3 separate regions of the Mus musculus genome follow, and all the other regions are linked to region 1. The links are chromatin contacts, called in public HiChIP or PLAC-seq and promoter capture Hi-C maps. All regions are on one chromosome and are shown on one strand. Each heading gives the region's core, a stretch centred on a gene start, on an enhancer-like site or on the middle of the called end of the contact. The rest is flanking DNA. Distances are from core to core; before and after follow the strand shown. Region 1 holds the start of Dnajc22 (DnaJ heat shock protein family (Hsp40) member C22). Region 2 holds the start of 9330020H09Rik (RIKEN cDNA 9330020H09 gene). Region 3 holds the start of Cers5 (ceramide synthase 5).

The links. Promoter capture Hi-C pulls out the DNA fragments that hold promoters and counts their contacts. HiChIP or PLAC-seq counts read pairs in DNA pulled down with a chosen protein or histone mark.
Region 2: an HNF4G HiChIP or PLAC-seq map of pancreatic cancer cells shows a contact between it and region 1. The contact joins the promoter of 9330020H09Rik here to the promoter of Dnajc22 in region 1. A contact is called at or near these places in 1 of 115 datasets of contacts at active chromatin or transcription factors (pancreatic cancer cells) and 1 of 9 other capture datasets (adipose tissue).
Region 3: a contact with region 1 is called in a promoter capture Hi-C map of embryonic stem cells, with 2.4 times the contacts expected there. The contact joins the promoter of Cers5 here to the promoter of Dnajc22 in region 1. A contact is called at or near these places in 3 of 39 promoter capture datasets (embryonic stem cells and liver) and 2 of 115 datasets of contacts at active chromatin or transcription factors (bone marrow-derived macrophages and large pre-B cells).

Annotation. Positions count from the first base shown.
Region 1 is chr15:99,097,782-99,101,309 of GRCm38.p6, reverse strand. Dnajc22 (DnaJ heat shock protein family (Hsp40) member C22) reads right to left here and starts at 1,826. Exons shown (of 3, transcript NM_176835.2): 1 at 1,710-1,826; 2 at 1-487. The coding sequence starts at 374.
Region 2 is chr15:98,565,309-98,568,796 of GRCm38.p6, reverse strand. 9330020H09Rik (RIKEN cDNA 9330020H09 gene) reads right to left here and starts at 1,473. Exons shown (of 2, transcript NR_028442.1): 1 at 1,272-1,473; 2 at 1-1,158. Ccnt1 (cyclin T1) reads left to right here and starts at 1,061. Exons shown (of 9, transcript NM_009833.2): 1 at 1,061-1,321. The coding sequence starts at 1,161.
Region 3 is chr15:99,770,407-99,774,470 of GRCm38.p6, reverse strand. Cers5 (ceramide synthase 5) reads left to right here and starts at 1,956. Exons shown (of 10, transcript NM_028015.2): 1 at 1,956-2,288. The coding sequence starts at 2,092.

The DNA of each region.
Region 1 (3,528 bases), core at 577-3,076:
CCAACAGCAGCTACCAGCAAGACCCCTAAGCCAACAGCCAGTGGGAGGCCCACTATATAGAAGTTGTCCATGGAAGAAAGGCTGACTAGAGCCACAAGACCAAAATAGACACCCACTACTATCTGGGAAGCAAAGCGAAGGAGACTGAGAGGTGGTCTCTCCTCTTCCGGCCTCTGTTTCCAACTCTGGACTCTGTTGGCTTGAGCCACAAAGCTCGGGAGCTTCCAGAATTCCCAGAGCCAGCCCAACCCACCACCTCCCAGGGTGAGCATCCAGAGCAGGGCATGGCTGTCCCTTCCCAGGTACAGGTGGTGGAGCCCAACAGGACCCCCCAAAGCCCAAAGGACATAGGTCATCAGCAGCCCTTTGGCCATCCTCTAGGGCAAGAGTCTCAGAGAAAATCCAGTGGCGTTTGACATTGATCAAATTGCAGAAATCTCAAGGTCCTCTGTGAGAATCACTGCAGTCTGGAGGGTCATCCTTAGGCCTGAGAGGTGAAGCAAGGAGAAAGGCTCAGCAGTAATAAAAATCAAGCTAGCCCTACCTCGGGGTCTCTCAGGTACTAGATGTCTCCTATCTTCCGTTAGCACCCCAGTCCTGTTATTTACAATCACAGTGACTCCATATTTAAGGGAGGAAATGCTTCAATTAAAATATTTTCATTTATTTATTATTAATTTATTGATATTTGAGGCACAGTCTTATTGCACGTTCCAAACTGGTCTTATGCGGCCATAGCTGAGGACATCTTGGTCTTCCTGCCCCTACCTCCTCAAGTGCTGAGGTTATAGGCATGTGCCACCATGTCCAAGGAAGAGAATGTTTTTGTTTTTAAGATTTATTCATTATTATGCATACGTACACTGTAGCTGTGCTCAGACACACCAGAAGAGGGCATCAGATCCCATTACAGATGGTTGTGAACCACCAGGTAGAGTCAGTGCTCTTAACCGGCTGAGCCATCTCTCCACCCCCAGGAAGAGAATGTTTTAAGTGACTTTAAGTTGGGACACTGAGAACTAGGTGCCTGAACAACAACAACAACAACTCAAAAGCTTGGGACTAACGGGTGACCCAGGGGTCACTTGGGGTTTAAATTCCCAGCACCCACATGGCAGCTCATAGATGCCCTCTTCTGGTCTCCAAGGATATCAGGAGTGCATGCAGTGCACACACAAAGGTTCAAGCAAAACACCCGTGTACATAAAGTAAAATTGAGAAAGAATAAGAAGGGGGAAAAAAGAAGCTTAAATTTCTATCCTCCCCTTAGACTCTGGAATAGTAATGGCTCACAGGAAAGGGCTGAAGAGAATACTTTTTCACTGTTTCAAACCCCTTTGAAAGCCAGTGTCTTAGCCAAACTCACTCCTTTAACATCGTGTGTGTGTGTGTGTGTGTGTGTGTGTGTGTGTGTGTGTGTGTGTGTGTGTGTGTGTAAGCGGGTGCATTCTGTAACTCGGCCAAAGCCCTTTCCAGCTTTCCCATCTCCCCAGACTATGCCGTTCTCCCACAAGCCAAATTTGAAAGGGACCCTGAACTCCTTCCACTTAAACGTTCTGGAGAACATTTTGACCCAGACCTTAGCACCCCACAGCCCAGCCATCCTATCCCTATCAACCAGATCGAAGGCACTCTACAAAGCGGCCGCAAAAATCCTCAGAATATCAAATCTGCCTGCCAATCGTCTTACCTACTTCAAGCAAACTCACCCTCAGGCAGTCCCAGCAGGGCCGCAGTACCTGGCAGCCCAGGCTTCCAGGCTGCTTCAGAACAGCCATTGCCTTTGAACACAGATTCAAAATGGCCCCTCTGTAACTGCTCTCACCTCCACACAAGTGGACTTTGTCCCTCAGTGCTGGGTGACTGTGTTTGAAGTCAGGCCACCTCCTGCAGGCCCCGCCCCGAAAGCCCTGGTCAGCCCCTTCGTAGCCACCTTCCGGTCCTGTGTTCCTGGGCTCTGATCGCCCTCTCTACGGGAAGCTTTCCCCAGACTCACCCAGTTTTACACTGTAGGGCCTGGAACCGCGCCCCACTCCCGGCAGTGCGCACCTCTTGCAGCACTTCATTAACACCGCCAGATGGCGCTGCCGTTTACGGAAGGGAGGGTCCCCAAAAGTCCCAGATCTCCTTTTTGCAAGGTTGGGACATTCCTGGTCAAAGCTGTCCGAACCGTGCAGCTACCTGGCGGGAGAAAAAGGGCGACTCTATCAATAAAATTAAAAATCTCGACTTCCTCTCCTCTCCGCCACAAATGGGAGGTGATCCCTGTCTCGCTTCTCTCTGTACTCCAAGACGGCCATTATAGGATCACGTCTAATTTCTTAAAGGAGAGACATCCACTCAGAGGTGAAGGAGAGAGCCCCTCAAGACCCGCAATTCTGCCTCACTACCTTGCTTCCAGGCCTTCCAGTTAGGGGACTCCACAGCCAGACCTGGGAGTCTGAGCCTGCATAGCCCAGAATCCATAGAGCCAGAAGCTGTTCAGACCCTTGTAGCCTGAAGCAAAGGGGGGGGGGGGAACCCACACCAGCAAGGGATACAGGGTGGGGGCGAGCCATCAGAAGAGTAAGGGCAAACCCAGGGAGACTCGGGGGAGAGGAGCCTGCCTTCTCGCTTGGACGCTGGAATGGAGCTGGCTTACAAGATGCCTTCAACATCCCGGGCTACAATCCCCGAGCAGCTCCGTGACCTTGGCCAAGTCACACCCTTTCCTGAGCTTCAGTTTCTTTTAAAAGAAGCTTGGATCTACGAAATTCCCCAGGCTTGATTAGAGGTAGGGATGGAGCCGGTGGGCTTCACTTAGGGTCACTTGTCAACAGTGGGCAGAATGTTTTAGCTCCCTCCAACGTCTAGTTCTAGCTGGGGACTAGATATGGCCCCTTTAGGGCTGAGGAGGGGCGACAAAACGACAACCCAGCCACGGCTGGGGACGGGGGGCGGACGGGGGCGCTGAATAATGAATGAGACTTAATTGGGCCCGCTCTGCGCGGCGGCGCGCTAAGCTTGGCAAACAGCGCGGGCAGAAGCAGCCGCCGCCGCTGGACAAACAAACTCGCTCGGGAGCCGGGAGCCCAGTGCGAACCGCCTGGAGGGGGAGGGGACCCCGGGGAGCCAGGTCTCCTGCTCGCAGGAGGGGCCCAGAAGTGTCCAAAAACGCGAAAGGGATGAAGGCTTCGGGCCCAGCCTAGAAAGGACGGACTGGGGAGGGAGCGAAGCAGATTTTTGCCGTAGAGCCCTGGGACCCAAGGGCAATGTAAGCGCGTGAAAAAGATGGAGAAAAGAGTGGAGGACGGAGAAGAGAGTGAGAAATGAGCGAGGAAAAGGCACATCTGGAGGAGGGTGGTGGAGGGTGAGGGGCGAGAGGAGGACCATTACTGTGAGGAGAGGGCAGAGCGATGGAGAAACGAGAAGGGAGGCACAGGGGACCTAGAGAAGAAGAATTGAGGAAGAGTCAAGGAGAGGGATGAGAGGTGACCGGAATGAGAACAGGGGTGACAGGGTGGGCGAGAGGAGCCCCTGCCTGCGCCT
Region 2 (3,488 bases), core at 224-2,723, 530 kb after region 1:
TGCATAACCTTGGGCCCTCCCTGACTGGATGTTTGGAATCTGAGCCTGCAAGCTTATCGCCTTCACTGACAAAGAGAAAAGAATGCAAAAGAAAAAAGGCCTCCAGACCTAAACGATAAACGATCGGTGGTGTCCTTGAGCGTGGCGGGGTGGTGGTGCAAGCCTTTAATCCCAGCACTCGGGCAAAACCCGACGCCCCTCTGAGCTCCAGGGATGACAAAAATAAGAAAGGAAAGAGAGAAAAAGACCCCTTTACCCGGGGCTGGAGAGATGGCTCAGCGGGTAGGGGCACTGACTACTCTTCCAGAGGTCCTGAGTTCAATTCTCAGCAACCACATGGTGTCTCACAACCATCTGTAATGGGATCCGATGCCCAATTCTGTTGTCTAAAGACCACTACAGAGTACTCATATACATAAATGAAGATAAATAAATCTTTAAAAAAAGGCCCCTTTACCCCCCCCCCCCAAACACTCAAACGAAGCTCAGTGGCGTTGATTTTATTCCTTCCAGATGATTGGCCGCAGTGAAACGGGAGGAAAGGCTGCTACAAAATAGGAGAGCGGTTTCCAAACGCGCCGGAGTTCTCCATGCCGGAGCTAAGAACCCAGGAACCTTTTAGTGGCTTTCGCGTTTCTGCACGGGGCAGGGCCACTCACTGTCTCGTCCTTTCTCGGTTTTCTGAGAGTCTCGCCTATTTCCCCTGCCACTTTTTCCGTAAGCCCGGTGTTACAAAGGGGCCTCCATCACGCACGTCCTCGGAAACTACCCAGCCAAGCGCAGCGAGCGTTAACTAGAGGCCCGCCGGTGAGGCCCCCTTACCGCAGTTCTCGCGCGGAAAGACGAGACCTTTAAAGAACGACGTCAGATAGTCCCGCCCACCTGGCGGTCACACGACCGGATCCTGCGTCCCGGCCGCCGGTCCGTTCTTAGCCGCGGACTGGCTGTGGATTCGTCTACGGGGTGTCGGAGGGGTCATTCCGGAAGTCGGCGCTGGAATCTTCGGCTTTCTGGGCGGAAGTGTGTCACAACCTCGGTGGTCGCCCCTTGGAGGAAGTTCGTCACGTCGCAGTAGTCTCGGCACGGCGGATGTGTGTCGCCGCTCCGGTGACGCTGGGAAGTGCTCGCAGCCCCCGCCGCTGCCTCTTGGTTGAAGCACTATGGAGGGAGAGAGGAAGAACAACAACAAGCGGTGGTATTTTACTCGCGAGCAGCTGGAGAACAGCCCGTCGCGTCGCTTTGGCGTGGACTCCGATAAAGAACTCTCTTACCGCCAGCAGGCGGCCAATCTCCTCCAGGACATGGGACAACGTCTGAACGTGTATCCTTTCGGCCTAGGCCATCGGCCTCGGAGTGCGTCCGGCCATGCTTCGACGTCCGGGCCGGCGACGCTGGTGGGGACAGAAGCGGGTGGGGTGGTGGCAGGAGCTGGGCGTCTAAGTTGGGAGAACCCACAATGGCGCTCGCTGGCCGAGCCACTGTTCGCGCGAGGGAAGTGAGGCGGAGTCAATTTCCCGCTCGCTCACCGGTGCCACCGGCCGGGCTGCCGACTCGTACCTCTCCTGTCTTTGTGTTTTCGCTGCTCCTTCCCAGCCCCCGTCCTCTGGATTCTGCCCTGTTTTAGTGGCTTTTGAGAGTCTTCTTTCTGCTGTGACCTAAGGCTCCGTTTAGGACGTTTCGCTATCGACTCTGCCTCCCCAAAGTGTATAAAAAGGGTTTCGGGAAATTCTGTACGCAAAGGACTTATGAAGGTGGTCTGGAATTGCTGCCCCAGTTTTGGTTCCAAGCCCGTTTCTCTCACTAGCTGGCTAACCTGTCAGATTCTCGTTTAAAACAAAATGTCCCAATGTCTGCCACCACGCTTGATATTCAAACGTTCTAGTAGCTGTTTCATGGAATTTAAGAGGAAAAAAAGATGTCAACTTAGGTTTGGGGGGAGGGGATATACAAGTTGGTATGCTTAAAGTAGTTTTCAGAATATTAAGTCCTTGCTTCTTTGGGCACTAGTGATAGTTTATTCATTAGGTTTCAAAATTTAGAGGTAATGTAGTTTAGTGATTTCCCCCCTCCCAGTTTTTCTTATGAAAATACAGTCTTGTGGCAAAACTAATAGTTTTAAAGTTCTTTCCGTTGTCCATATATATATATATTTTTTTTCTTTTTCTTTTTTTTATTTTACTTCCACTTATGTAGCATTTATTTAAGAGTGATGCTGAGGGCTAGGCCTGGTGTCCTGTGCCTTTGATCTGAGCTTTGGAGAAGTAGAAGCAGGCCAGAATTTCCATGTAAGACCCTGTCTCCAAGAAAGAAAAAAAAGTGCAGAGTTTAGGTCTCTAGTGTTTTTAAGTCTGAAGGTTGTATGTTGTATAGGTGTTCTCTTTATTGCCAGTTGTCTCCTATTGAAATCCAGTTTCCCAAGCATTTGGTCAGTGCACGATCAAACCTCTCTGAGTTTCTGTCTGTGTTTACGGCACCTTTTAAATGTGTGTTTAAGCTTGCCGCCATCATATTGTCACTTCTATGCAGACTGTTGCTGAGGTCTGTGGGAATAAGTACTCTTACGTTTTGGGGAGGTTGGAATGGTACCCGTACAAAGGAAGGCAGGGGTTTATTTTCAGTGGATGACTATCAAATGGTTTCAAAGGTTTTATACTTCAGAGGTCATGTAATATTTCCTGAAGGAATCAGAACTAAGCAGGGTGTGGTGGTGCGTACCTTGAATCCCATTGCTCAGGATGGGGAGGTGAGCAGATCTCTACTTCTGATGCCAGCCTGGTCTACACAGCACGTTTTAGGACAGTCAAGGATTCATAGAAAAACCCTGCCTTGAACACTGCCCACCCACCTCCTCACCTCCCCCACGCCCCCCCCCAAAAGAAAGTAGAACTGGAAAACTTAATTATTGAAGTTTAAGAAGGTGAGAGAGAGAAAAGTTCCAAGAGCCTAGTAAGGGAAGGCCTGGTAAATATCCTTAAAAAGTTATTTTTTGTGGGGCTAGAGAGATGGCTCAGCAGTTACAAGCACTTACTGTTTAGGCAGGGCCTATATGGCAGCCCACAGTCGTCTATAGCTGCAGTTGTAGGGTAATCTCATGCCCTCTTCTGACCTCTGTGGGCACCAGACATGCCCTTGGTGCACATACATAGAATCAGGCAAATGCTGATACACTTTAAAATTTTAAAGTTATTCTTGGCCTGACAGAATGGCCCAGCGGGTAAAGGCACTTCTCGTCAAGCCTGGTAGCCTGAATTCCATCCCTGGGACTCGGGTGGGAAGATAACCGACTCCTGCAAGTTGCCCTCTGACCACCATACTCATGCTATGGCCAAAAGTAAATGTGATGAAGTTGTCCTGAGCTAAAGGATCGTCTTTGCAGAAGGCAAGTGACAGGACAGGAAGCCTGAGGTCGTATGCAGCTTTGTTTGTACTGATTTACAACTTGCTACTTGTTTTGTTTATTCAGTCAGTAAGTTCATATTAAGTACCCG
Region 3 (4,064 bases), core at 707-3,206, 670 kb before region 1:
GAGTGTGCTTCCCATGCGTAAGGCCAGGGTTCAATCTGCAACACCAAAACAGAAAAGTCAATTAAGTCCACTCCCATGGGTTCTGTTCAGAGCATCTCTGGTTGGGCCCAGAAAGCTCCTAACACTCTCCATATGCGGCATGGGATAAGGCTAACGTCTGAGAAGCACTCAGGTGAGGAACACTTTTGAGTGTCCTCACTGGGTGGCTCTTTCATGACTGGCCCTCACCTCACACTTTAAACATACCCTACTAGTTGTGAAGTTCCTTTATCTGTTGTCCTCAGACCGTAAGTTGAGATTACCATCACCGCTGTCCCCAGTTAGTTCCTGGCTATTAGCCTTGTAGCTAAGTTTTAACCAATGTTCAGGGCTCTCTGGCAATTGAAGGACAGTTTAGTCCTCTGAAAACTGCCTGGTCTCTGGTTTGTTTCCTTGTTTAGGTAGATTTACAAGAGTTCAAGGTTTGCTCTGACCATTTAAAGTTGAGGTGGGGGGCTGGAGAGATGGCTCAGCAGATAAGAGCCCTGACTATTCTTCCAGAGGTCATGAGTTCAAATCCCAGCAACCACATGGTGGCTCACAACTATCTGTAATGAGATCTGATCCCCTCTTCTGGGGGTGTCTGAAGATAGCTACAGTGTACTTACATATAATAAATAAATAGGCCAAAGCGATCTGGGCCCAAGCGGGCTGGAAACAATAAATAAATAAAAAAATAAAGTTGAGGTGGTTTGTAAGATAAGGAAATGAGAGTTCTGGAGTCTAAGTATTTTCTTTCTTTTTTTTTTAAGATTTATTTATTTATTATATCTAAGTATACTGTAGCTATCTTCAGACACTACAGAAGAGGGAGTCAGATCTCATTACAGATGGTTGTGAGCCACCATGTGGTTGCTGGGATTTGAACTCCAGACCTTCGGAAGAGCAGTCGGGTGCTCTTACCCACTGAGACATCTCACCAGCCCCTCTAATTATTTTCTAATTACAGCTGTTGGTCTATATGACTTTGGGCAAACTATTCTGCCTCTTTGGACTTCAGTTTATTCCTTCATAAACTGCTACATGACAGATGTCATTAAAACTAGCGGTCATTTATTTTCCTTTTGCCTTGTTGCTTTTTTTTCCCCCCATTACCTTCTGCCTCAAGAGGGGAGAGGAGGAACCTTTTGTCCTGTACTGTATGCAAACTGGTCTTAAAAGGAAGGGACAATTCTCTCCCTTTGGTCACCCAAGTGCGGAGCCGTCAGCTGTGAAACACTACCTCCCACAGACACTCAAAAGGGAATGGGGGTGGGATGGGGAGGTCTCATGAAGTTCATTTTGGCCCTGAACTTGCAGAGAACGACCCTGAGCCCCAAGTGGGATTACAGTGGAGGCTGGAATTACAGGCTTTTAATGTAAAGATATTTCAAAGCCTTGTGTTTTCTCTGAGAAAAAGTGAAGGTAACTTTTAAGGCCTAAAGCCAAGGAGGGGGGTGGAGATCAAGGAAGTGCAAAAAAGGAGAAGGAGGAGTAGGAGGAGGAGTATGAGGAGGAGGAGGAGGAGGAGGAGGAGGAGGAGGGGGAGGAGGAGGAGGAGGAGGAATCAACTAGGATGAACAGCACAGCCGGCTGGCTGGGACACCGGGACTGTAAGTGATGATCAGGAACGTATAGCCGGGCCGGGAGCCAGAAAGAACTTGAATCTGCTGGACTAGGAAGAGTGTTTCCAAAAGGGAGAAACTAGCCTGAGGTAGGGGTGTGACCATGGTGATGTCGAACCTGCTGAAAGAAACTGGGCGTGGCTCGGGCTGCAGGTGAGGGGCGTGACCAGGACAGGTGGGCGTGGCCAAGAAGAAATGGGCACGCGGGGCGAGGCCGGGACCCACATGAGGGGCCTGGGCTGCTGCGACGGAGAAGTGGGCGGGAAGGCGGGATGGGCGGGGAGGAGGCCATCCTTGCGGGAGAGGCGGGCTGGGCGGCTGGGAGGACCCAGGGACGGAAGAGGGTGGCCGTAGGCCGGGCCCCGCCTCGGGGCCGCCTCCCAGCGGGTTCCTTTTGCCTTGACTGCCTCCGAGGCTGTGGCGGCAGTGGCCGCCGGGCGCGCGTAAGATGGCGACTGCAGCAGCGGAAACCCTGGGCCTCCTGTGGGGTTGGCTGTGGAGCGAGAGCTTCTGGCTGCCTCAGAACGTGAGCTGGGCGGACCTGGAGGGCCCGGGCGACGGCTACGGCTACCCGCGCGCCCAGCACGTGCTGTCGGTGTTCCCGCTGGCAGTGTGCATCTTCTCCGTGAGGATGCTGTTTGAGCGGTGAGCGTTGCTGCGCGGGGCCGGGGATGGCGGGGGGTAGGGGCGGGACGCCTGGGCCGGAGACCGAGGGCCGGAAGCCGAGGCGGCGGGGCGGGGGAGCCGGGGAGCCCGGGCCGCGGCGGGGATGCTCGGAGCCCGGCGACGCGCCCCTGGAGCCTGCGTGCGCGCAGACCGCGCGAGTCTAGGGTGTGGGCGAGTGAGAGAGAATCGAGGGGAGTGCTGGGCCTCAGAAGTGCAGATCACAGAGTCGCATGGAGCTCTCGAAGGCTGCCTCCCAATCTCCAGGAACCCAAGAGTGAGTCGTGCTCCCGCAGTGCCCGGCGAGAGGAACGGGAAGGGCCTGGGAGAACCAGAATTAGCTGGGGTCCTGGAAGCTTGTGGGTTCAGTGCAAGCGCCAGAGCTTCCGAGCGACGTAGGTGGATGCATGAGATGTAATGTTTGCTAAAGTTACTTTACTTCTGGGGTTTGAAACAACAGGATCAGTTAGGCCCCAAGCCCTGATTTGTTAGCGCGTGAACGTGTTAGTATGACAGCAGACGTCTGGCTAGGATAGGGTGTGGTGAAGCCTGAGGCTTCCAACATTTGGGGAAGGTGTCAAGAGGAACTGCTGAACGGGCCTTGGAAGCCTGAGATGGGAGAAGTGGTCATTTTGAAGGCGATGGAGCCTGAGACTTTATTGGAAACAGCTTTGTGAACCAGCTTCTAAGGTGGTAGTATTCACAACATACTTTGCCCAGCTACATGCTCTGGGCAGAAGATCCCCCCCACCCCACCCCCACCCCGTTCTTCAAAGGGCTAGTCTTATCTGCTGCCAAAAAGACACTGTTCTTCAAGGATCTGATGCGATCTGTAATGAGGATCAATCATAGCTGTGTTTTTGATAAAGCTTACTCAAACTCCAAGGAAGTACTTTCCTCGTAGGCAGAGACGCCTTCTGTAAAAACCTTATCTAGAACAAACACGACACTGATGCCAGAATTCCTTTTCTAGTGTGGAGATGTGGTTAGACAAAATAATCCATTACTCAGAAGTATCTGTTTTGGATTACTTCTTTGATTTGTCTACAAGGGTTTTTTTTCTTATATCCAGCTAGTCACTAATCTGTATTTAGTAATACTATTTATCTCTTCTAAAAGTGCTATGCCAGACACTCAGATGCAAAAAGTAAATATATAATAAATAGATTAAGTGAAACTCAAAGTCTTTTCTGGGCCCCCAAGAATTTACAGTTTTTCAAGATAACCATCATTATCTTAAGTATCCCTGAGGTGGAGGTGGAGGTGCAGGCTTAGGAGAAAACTGGATCCTGCTATTCTCTTCCATAGTGAGGGCTGAAAATGAAATGCAAGAACTATCAAGAAAAGAGACAATCCAATACACTTTTCCATTGTCATAAGAATAGTCTTTGTTTCTCATACAGATATATAACAAGCTTTGTGACTTACCTCTGCTATCGGCATACACACACACACACACACACACAGAGTATATATTCCAATTCTAAAGGGTTCCCCCAGATGGCTGGAGACTATTCCCTGGAGGAGTCACTGGAAAGGATCCTTCCCCTATGGGAATTCTGTCTGCATGTTTCTATGGTACTCCAGTGTCAAGGGGATGAACAGGCATTCTTTCTAATGTGATATTTCTTATCCAGTAAGGACAAGCAGCTTGTTTGTTTAGTGTGTGATCTTAGGAAAAGTTAACCCTAGAAACAATCTTGCTATTTTGTTTCCCTTGAAGACCAGCTATCTCAGAAAGTGCTTGGAATTGACTGC